Linked DNA regions of Mus musculus: region 2 is linked to region 1. A link is a contact called in public promoter capture Hi-C data. All regions are on one chromosome and are shown on one strand. Each heading gives the region's core, a stretch centred on a gene start, on an enhancer-like site or on the middle of the called end of the contact. The rest is flanking DNA. Distances are from core to core; before and after follow the strand shown. Region 1 holds the start of Ttc38 (tetratricopeptide repeat domain 38). Region 2 has its middle 21 kb from the start of D130051D11Rik.

Region 1 (4,026 bases), core at 458-2,957:
ACTCTGCCCAGCCCCTTGGCTTCTTCGTGGCGTCTTGGGGCCGCCTGGTTATGCAGGAATGGAACGCTGATGATTTGAGTCCTGGATCACTCCGACTTCTCAGCCTCCAGATTCTTCTCCAAAATGATGGTCTTGGTTGACACCAGAGTGTGGGAAATAAGGGAACAGAGAATTCGACTGATTCGGGTGAAAAATTCAAGGGGACAGGACACAAAAAACTCATTCATCAAGACAGTGTCTTTACTGAAGTACTATTCACATAAAGCTACCCATTTAGAAGGGTAAAGCTACAAGATATTAAGTACAAACTCAATGGGTTTTTTGTTGTTGTTGTTTTGTTTTGTTTTGTTTTCGAGACAGGGTTTCTCTGTATAGCCCTGGCTGTCCTGGAACTCACTCTGTAGACCAGGCTGGACTCAGAAATCCACCTGCCTCTGTCTCCCAAGTGCTAGGATTAAAGGCATGCACCACCATGCCCAGCCAAACTCATTTTACAGTCAAATATCTTGTTACCCCAAAAGACAATCCTACTAGCACTGACTGTTACCACTCATCCTCTCCAACCCTGGCCTCCAGCCGCCTGCCTTCTGTCTCTATGGTTCTGGTATTCTGGATGTTTAACATATACCTGATGATGGTGATGATGGTGGTGGTGGTGATGATGAAGAGGAGGAGGAGGATGTGTGTGTATTCTTTTGTGTCCGATTTCTTTTCTTTTTTTTTTTTTTTCTTTTTTTGAGACAGGGTTTCTCTGTGTAGCTCTGGCTGTCTTGGAACTCACTCTTAGACCAGGCTGGACTCAGAAATCCACCTGCCTCTACCTCCCAGTGCTAGGATTAAAGGCGTGCGCCACCACTGCCCGGCTTGTGTCTGATTTCTTTCACTTAGCGATAGCATTATGAATTTTCCAGCCTCTCCACCCTCACTGCCCAGCTGACTCCCACAAAATGTCTGGAAGCTCCTACAGAGAGGAAGGGGAGAGGGAGACTGTCCCAGGGCAGCAGAGAGTTTTGAGTGAAGCTTGTCAATGGCTTAGCCAAAAATTGAGCAGCGAGTGCCTGAGGCTGGGCAAGTGGAGGAAAGCTTCCTAGAACTTTCCAGTGACAGCCAGGCCTGGTGGGAGGGACAGGTCTGTAATGCTGACAGCTCGAGGCAAGCAGATTGAAAGTTCAAGACCTGCTTCGGCCACAAAGCTGATCTAAGATTGGCCTGAGCAATTAAGTGGGATCCTAATTCAAAACGGGGATGGGGGACGGGGGATGGGGTACAGCTCTTGACTAGATGCACGAGGCTCCAAGATTGGCCCAGAACTCCCATGCCTCCCTCTGGCCCAGTGAAGGAGACTGGGAGAGGCTGGACAGCAAGCACCCATGCCATCAGATGAGCAAGAAAGATCCTGGAATTTAAACCTAAGCTGGGCACCTCTACCCACGTGGGGTTCAGGAGTAGAGGCTGCAGCTGCCAGGCTAGTTTTGAGCACCTCACCTGGGAAATGCGACCGGTTATACCCTCCCATTCTCTTTACCCCCACCCATTCCTCCTCCCCTTCCTCCCACACCCACACCTACACCCACACCTCCCACATCCACCAGGGAACCTGTGGGTCGGAGAGATCTGACCCTGAGATGAGCTGCGCATGTGCGTCCCAAGCCACCAATGAGAGATCCGGATAGCGCGGCCGCCCTCGCTTCGCCCCGCTCCGCCCCCTTCCGCAATCAATAACACCCTCACTTCCCCAGACCCTCTCAGAGACTCCAAAAGCTTTGACCGGTGCTGTCACTCTGCAGACCAAAGCTATAATCATGTCACTGCGAGACTGCCAGGTACGCGCACCGGTTCGGCTGGGTCCTCCTCGGTCCGGGAGTTGACCCAGCGCCGAGCTGTTGAGATCAAACCTATAGGTCACCCGGAGTCAGGCAGGGAACCTGGACCTGAGCTCGCTGTGCATAGGCAGCCCAGGGTGGACTCCAAAGTGGTTCCCAGTCAAGTGCACCGGTGGAAGCTTGTGAACTGGGTTTGAATGCAGGAAACGGTTCATTGAAGCCACCCATTTGGGGGGCCCGGGTTTTGAACCCATTTTTTAGACCAGGAAGATGCTTGCCCCAGCCACCTGATTTCCAAGTCTTGGGGAAGTGCAGCCTTTTGCTTGCCAGGACTTAAGGGCATGTCCCACGCCCAAGGGTGATCCGGGCACTGTGCACCCTGACGGCTGTCAGGTCACCGAGGGCAGGCAGCCTTAGTAATCTGAAGGTTTTGCAACTGCAGGTTGCAATGGGAGAGGAGATGCTAGGCGTTGGCAGGTAGTACACCCCTTACTAGGCCTGTGACAAGCCAGACATCCTTCAAGTTACACATTTGAACTCTGACCTCCTCCACCAGGGGCCAGGCTTCCTACCGTTCCTGGTAATGACCCTCCTATTTGCTGTCTGCCTTCTGGCTGACCCTTGAACTCACCTCATTGGACCCTCTAAGGTATTTTACAGAGTAGTAAAACCAAGAGTTTGGGGGCCTCAGCCGAGGAAAACCTGGTGTCCCTTTCCTGTTGTGTAGGCGTGGAAGAATGCTGGGCTCCCACTCTCAACCACAAGCAATGAAGCCTGCAAGCTGTTCGATGCCACCTTGACTCAGGTATGCAGGCCCAAGAGACTCAGGGCCCCTTCTTGAACGGTTCTGAGGGGGGCTTTTGATTGGTGAATGGTCTGTAAACCCCACTGCAGAGAAGAGCTGACCTCTGCCACAGAGGTCCAACAATATGGGAAGCATCTCTGCCAGTCCCAGCTGCCTTGTCCCTAAGGTTCCCAGTTCAAGGGTGGACAGCAATGGATGCCCCAAGGGGGCCTGGAAATGTTGAGCTGCCACAAAGGCATGAGGTGTTCTGAAGCTTTTACCATGTTAGCTGGACCGGGGCTTCCCAGCCGTTCCCAGTCATTGCTACACTAGTGAAGTATTCTATAGTAAAAAGACTTGGGCACTTACAGGAGAGGGGCCAGGGTCTCAGCCGCTTTCTTACCAGATTGGATAAAGGAGACTCAGAGAACTGAACTGACGAGCCAAACGTTATACATCAGAGGCAGAGCCAAGGTGTGCCTGAGTCTGAAGACACAGATAGAAAGCAGAGGCTGGGGCTAGAGATGGCTCAGTGGTGAAGAGCACTGACTGCTCTTCCAGAGGTCTTGAGTTCAAATCCCAGCAACCACGTGGTGGCTCACAACCATGTGTAATGGGTTCCGATGCCCTCTTCTGGTGTGTCTGAGGACAGCTACAGTGTACTCATATACATAAAATAAAATTTTTTAAAAAAGAAAAGAAAGCAAAGACTAGCCTTTCCAGCCTTCTCGTCTCTAACTGTAGTGAACACCGACCATGCTCTTTCCGTTTGGTTTCTACTGTAGCCCAGCCTGGCCTGGAATCTACAGCGATCCTCCTGACTCAGTCTCTGGGATTATGGGTGTAAGCCACCGTGCCCAGTTTAGGAATTATTTCTGAGAGAAATGAAGCAGAAATTGTGTGAGTGGACTCCGTGGCTCCTCTTAATGCTGAAGGAGGGGGCGTACCACACCTCTTGGGAGGGGCCTGCTTTCCCTCAGTTCTTTACTGTCAGTGAGCATCCCCAGGAAGTGTCATCCAATCACGTGTCTCTAGTCTCTTCCTAGAGGACTCACTAAGTTAGACCCCTTTTGGGTGAGGGTCCAGAAAATGCTCAGTGTTCTAGAAAGAAAAATAACTCAGGTCTGGGACTCCCTCAGTAGTAGAGAGCTGTGTGAGACTGAGTTTGATCCCCAGCACTCCTGATCAATAATTAGTTAATTAATTAATCAATCTGAGTTTGGATACATGCCCTCACTGATACTAAGAGCCGTGAGGGCAGATTGGTTCTGCATTTTTCCTTCCAGTACGTCAAGTGGACCAATGACAAGAGTCTTGGTGGCATCGAGGGCTGCCTGTCAAAGCTCAGGGCAGCGGATCCAACCTTTGGTGAGTAGAGAATCGCCTGTCACGTGCCCTGACTGCAGGGACTCACTTGTC
Region 2 (4,026 bases), core at 623-3,122, 220 kb before region 1:
AAGTTGTGCTGCTATTGAGTCCTGAAGGTCTTCCTGTGCCAACCCCAGGTGCCAGGCACTGCGGCCACCAGCCTCAGAAGTGAGAAGTTTCATATTGTTTTCCAAGCCTGAGGTGTGGGTGCTTCTGGACTATGTGGGGACTGGGGACCTCATCACCAGTGCCGGGCCTGGCAGGCACAGGGCAGGAGTGAGGAATCAAGCCTCTTCAGTACTTTCCTGGCATACCGCAGCTTCTCTCTGTAGCTTTCTCTGCAGCTTCTCTCTCTCCCAGGATATAGAGCGGATAGTGGATAACCCAGCAGTCGTCCTCTGGGCGAGCATCCACCCAGCTCCTTAACAGAAGCTTAACAGTCAGAGAGACTCCTCAGACCCAAGAGGGTGAACCAGGAGGCTTTCCTTGTCCCTCAGAGTGTCAAACAGGAGTAGCTGTGGATTCTTTCTGGGGCTCTGAGTGTAGCCGGCCCCTCCCCCCTCAGGCCTTAGTTTCCCCTTGGTTGAGGCTACAGGCTCAGCCCAGGACTAGGATAGTCTCAGCTCAAGGCTGGGTGACGAATGAAGGTCTGGAGTCTAGGGCCTGGTCTTCCTTTCAGCCACCAAAAAGGGCTCATTTTGTGCCTTGGGCAGGTCGCCCAGGCAAGGAGGCCACTGGCGGCCATTCTCCAGGACCTCCTCCCGTCTGCAAGAAGCATTACCTCATCGGGAAGCCATTCCGGAAAAGAGCTGCAAGAGTTCCATGAGTGGGGATGAAGAGGGCTTTCCAAGAGCCTCCTGGCCACCCAGGAGCCCAGCCAGGGTGGACAGCACATCCCAGTTTCTGTCCAGTGACCGCTACAGGGAGGTGACAAGACTGAATTGGACTGAGCAGATAGGAGGAACGGTCCTGCCTGAAGCCAGCAGCTTCCGGGAGGGCAGAGCAGATATTTCAAGAGCTGGAACAAAATGGCCAGACGTGAGGGAGGCCGGAGAAATGAAGGGCAGAGTTGCCAAGCCCTGACCCTCTCCAGCCCATGTCCCCTCCTGCAAAATACAGAAGCATTAGGCACACTGAGATGTACCCTGCTGTCAAATGGCACCCGTCCAGAAGCATTGGGCTTCTCGATGACTTGATCAGCCACATGATCGGGAAACTGTAAGGACAGCTTGGGGTGGGGGGATGCACTAAAGGTGACCAGGAGAGCTCCCTAGCCGTTGACCCAGTGACAGTATTAGAGAGCACTCTTGGAGCCTTGATTTTCTCATCTGGAGAATGGAGCAATTAAGCTTCCCGTCCAAAAGACGTCTGAGAACACAGGCACTGACAAACTGGTGCTTTTGGGGCCACATCGGTGGGTCCTCCCCTGCCTGGGCCAGGGGACCCCTCCTAAGATGAGCACACACTTCTCACCTTGCCCCAGAGGGAGTGAAACGCTGTCCTCCAACTCCACCCACCCAACCACAGAGTTGCCCGGGCTCACTATCTTTTCCCAAATCCTACCTGGAGAATATCCATGCACCCTGAAAATAAATAGAGAAGAAACTGGCCCTGTCCGGATTACACTGAGACCCATTGAGGGAGCCTGTGGACACAGGTCCAAGGTCAGGCCCATCACATGCGGAGCTGTTCTGGCTACTTATTAGAGAAAAACCTAGGACACACCAGCAGGCAGGAAGTGTCGTTGGGGACAAGAATTAGATGTTTTGAGCCTGGGGCGTCAGACTGATCTTATTGAATGATTGGAGATTCCAAAAGGACAGGAGAAAACCAGAGGCTGGGCAGAAGGCTTTTTGTTTGTTTGTTTCATTGATTGATTTTTGTCTGCATTTATATCTGTGCATCATGGATGTGCAGTGTCCATAGTGACCAGAAGAGGGCACCAGATACCCTGGAACTGAGGCAAAGGCAATTGTGAGCTAGCACATAGGGGCTGAGAATTGAACCTGGGTCCTCTGGAACAACTCGTAACTGTCGCTCCATCTCTCCAGCCCCCCAGCAGTTTTAAGACAGCTGAGGAGCTCTTGAGGGAGCCCACACCCTTCCTCCTGTGCACAGAAAGTCCTGCCAGAGCAGGGCAGAGGTGCTAGGTAAAGGGCTTCCCTGCAGGCAGCAAGCAGACAACCGCCTGGGTGTTAAGGATGGCCGAGCTGACCCCAGGATCTGTGTGACCCCAGGGCCCCTGAAACCCTTGGCTGTCTCTGCACCCAGCCTAGCTAGTGAGGGGGCGGGACAGGGGCAGCTGGTACAGGGCCAGTACAGCAGGAGGTCTGAAGAGACTGAGAAAGCAACTGGGCAGAGAGCGGGGCTGGGCAAGACAGGTGGCCTGTGCTGTTTCCATGGCTCCCGGGCTCTGCCTGCCCAGCTCAGCCTGGGAAAAACAAGCTGGGCACAGAGCAAACAGTGCCTGTGGCCACTAGGACAAAGGCAGGGCTGTTTAGGTGCTTGCGGCAGCCAAAGGGCCTCCTTGGCGGAACATCGGTTTAGACTAGGCCAGTCAGGGTTGAGCTGCCACACCCTGCAGTGTCCGGGCTCTTAACCTCTGGGGTGCAAGCTGGTACTGTGGCTGGAGGCTGGAGGAGGGGGGAAGGAAGAGGGTCAGCAGCACCCTAGATATGTACTCTGGCATCATGGTCTCTCATCTGGGTTTTCAGGGCACTAAGAACAGCAGGATGCCCGTCTAAGTCCCTGGGCAAGCAGCCCCACAGCAACCCAAGAGTCCCTCCACCACCCCCAGGGGCGTCGCAGAGAGTGTGGGAAATGCACTTTTTGCTGCCACTGGGACAGATGCAGCTTTGGCCACAAGCCAACTGAGCTGGAAGTGCCAGCCAGAGTGCTAGAGAACAGGCCTGACCCTGAGCTGGAAGGAAGCACCCTTCGCCAAGACAGCACTCCCAACATCCTGTAGTACTGTACCCCGGCTGCCCTCAGATAGACATTCTGCACTGGCTAGAGCGCCATTCTTCTGACGGCTTGAATCCCCTCCCACAAGAGAGCCCAGCTTGTATGTGGACACCTGTGCTTCGGGGGCCAGCTTGTAGGAAGACGGGGACAAGTAGGGACTCATTCACAGAAGGGTCTCAGCAGCAGGCTGGTTTATGAGTAACTAAGGCCTTCCTGGGATACAGAGAGGCTGACCCTATGTCATCTCATTTCAGCAGGGAACATGTAGCCAAATGACACTCAGGCCAGTTGAGTGTGGAAGATATACAAAGGGTTAGGGACTGGACTGGGCCCTTTTAAAAAGGGGTCTATATTTGAGGAGCAAGGGGGCATCAGACAGCAGCCCTCGGAGTTCACAGGCCCCACAGAAGACCCTTTCTGCCCCTGGCTTGTGCCCCCACAGGCTCCAAGATTCAAGAACTTCTGGCACCTTCCTCACTCGAGGCTAGACTACCTTCTAGCAGGATCGCTGCAGCTGCCACTGGTGCTCTTATAACCCCAGTCCTAGTGTGACCGAGAAAGCCAATGCTTAATGATTTGCTGCGTGGAGATATGGCCTGCGATTGGAACCGGGGCCAGGAGCAGAAGGATGGATGCTGGGGTGGACACTGTAGAACGAACCTTCCATGATGACCCAGAGTTGTCTTCAGCCTGCCAGAGTGAACCCTAGTCACATCAGTCACTGGGCAGGTCTGATACAGGGACCATGGCCTGGTGCCTAGGCCAGCTTCTGCAGCCAGAGGCCCACCCGGCAGTGTCCAGTCAGGACAAGGGTTGGGAGGCTCACGGTCTTCTGCTGGGACTCTTCTTTCTGCCCAGGTCAGTCTAGGGTTTCCCCAGGTTGGGACTCACCTTTCCACCTGCCCAGTTGCTTTGGCCGCTAGATTTGTCACCTTGATTTCGCTGTTCCGGGGCAGAGGACAGGCGGGGTGCAGGGAATGCGTGCTCATTCCAGCGCACGTGGAATAAGCGTGCTGACGTAGGAATGAGTGAGTGGGTGACAACGGTGACAGTGGAGAGGGCATGGCGAAGGAACTCAGCATAGGCCTTTCTATAGCCTGTCCACAAGGGATTAACCCTGCACTCTGAGGCCCTGGGACCAGTTAATGCCT

What was found. Promoter capture Hi-C pulls out the DNA fragments that hold promoters and counts their contacts.
Region 2: a promoter capture Hi-C map of liver shows a contact between it and region 1, with 4 times the contacts expected there. The contact joins the enhancer-like site here to the promoter of Ttc38 in region 1. A contact is called at or near these places in 16 of 39 promoter capture datasets (the 3T3-L1 cell line, 3T3-L1-derived adipocytes, the C10 cell line and 10 more), 1 of 15 datasets of contacts at CTCF or cohesin (large pre-B cells), 15 of 484 Hi-C or Micro-C datasets (the Ba/F3 cell line, ECoMG myeloid progenitors, the G1E-ER4 cell line and 4 more), 11 of 115 datasets of contacts at active chromatin or transcription factors (astrocytes, bone marrow-derived macrophages, embryonic limb bud and 4 more) and 3 of 9 other capture datasets (adipose tissue, embryonic stem cells and liver).

Annotation. Positions count from the first base shown.
Region 1 is chr15:85,830,597-85,834,622 of GRCm38.p6, forward strand. Ttc38 (tetratricopeptide repeat domain 38) reads left to right here and starts at 1,708. Exons shown (of 14, transcript NM_001033337.4): 1 at 1,708-1,823; 2 at 2,551-2,628; 3 at 3,894-3,975. The coding sequence starts at 1,803.
Region 2 is chr15:85,611,264-85,615,289 of GRCm38.p6, forward strand. No RefSeq gene overlaps it. Among named protein-coding and RNA genes, the nearest start is that of D130051D11Rik, 21 kb to the right of the region's middle. Within about 2 kb of position 1,873, at least 118 of the 459 cell types and tissues checked have an H3K27ac peak or open chromatin away from gene starts, as enhancers often do. A contact at or near this core is called in 3T3-L1-derived adipocytes, the G1E-ER4 cell line, adipose tissue and 6 more, where this site is marked.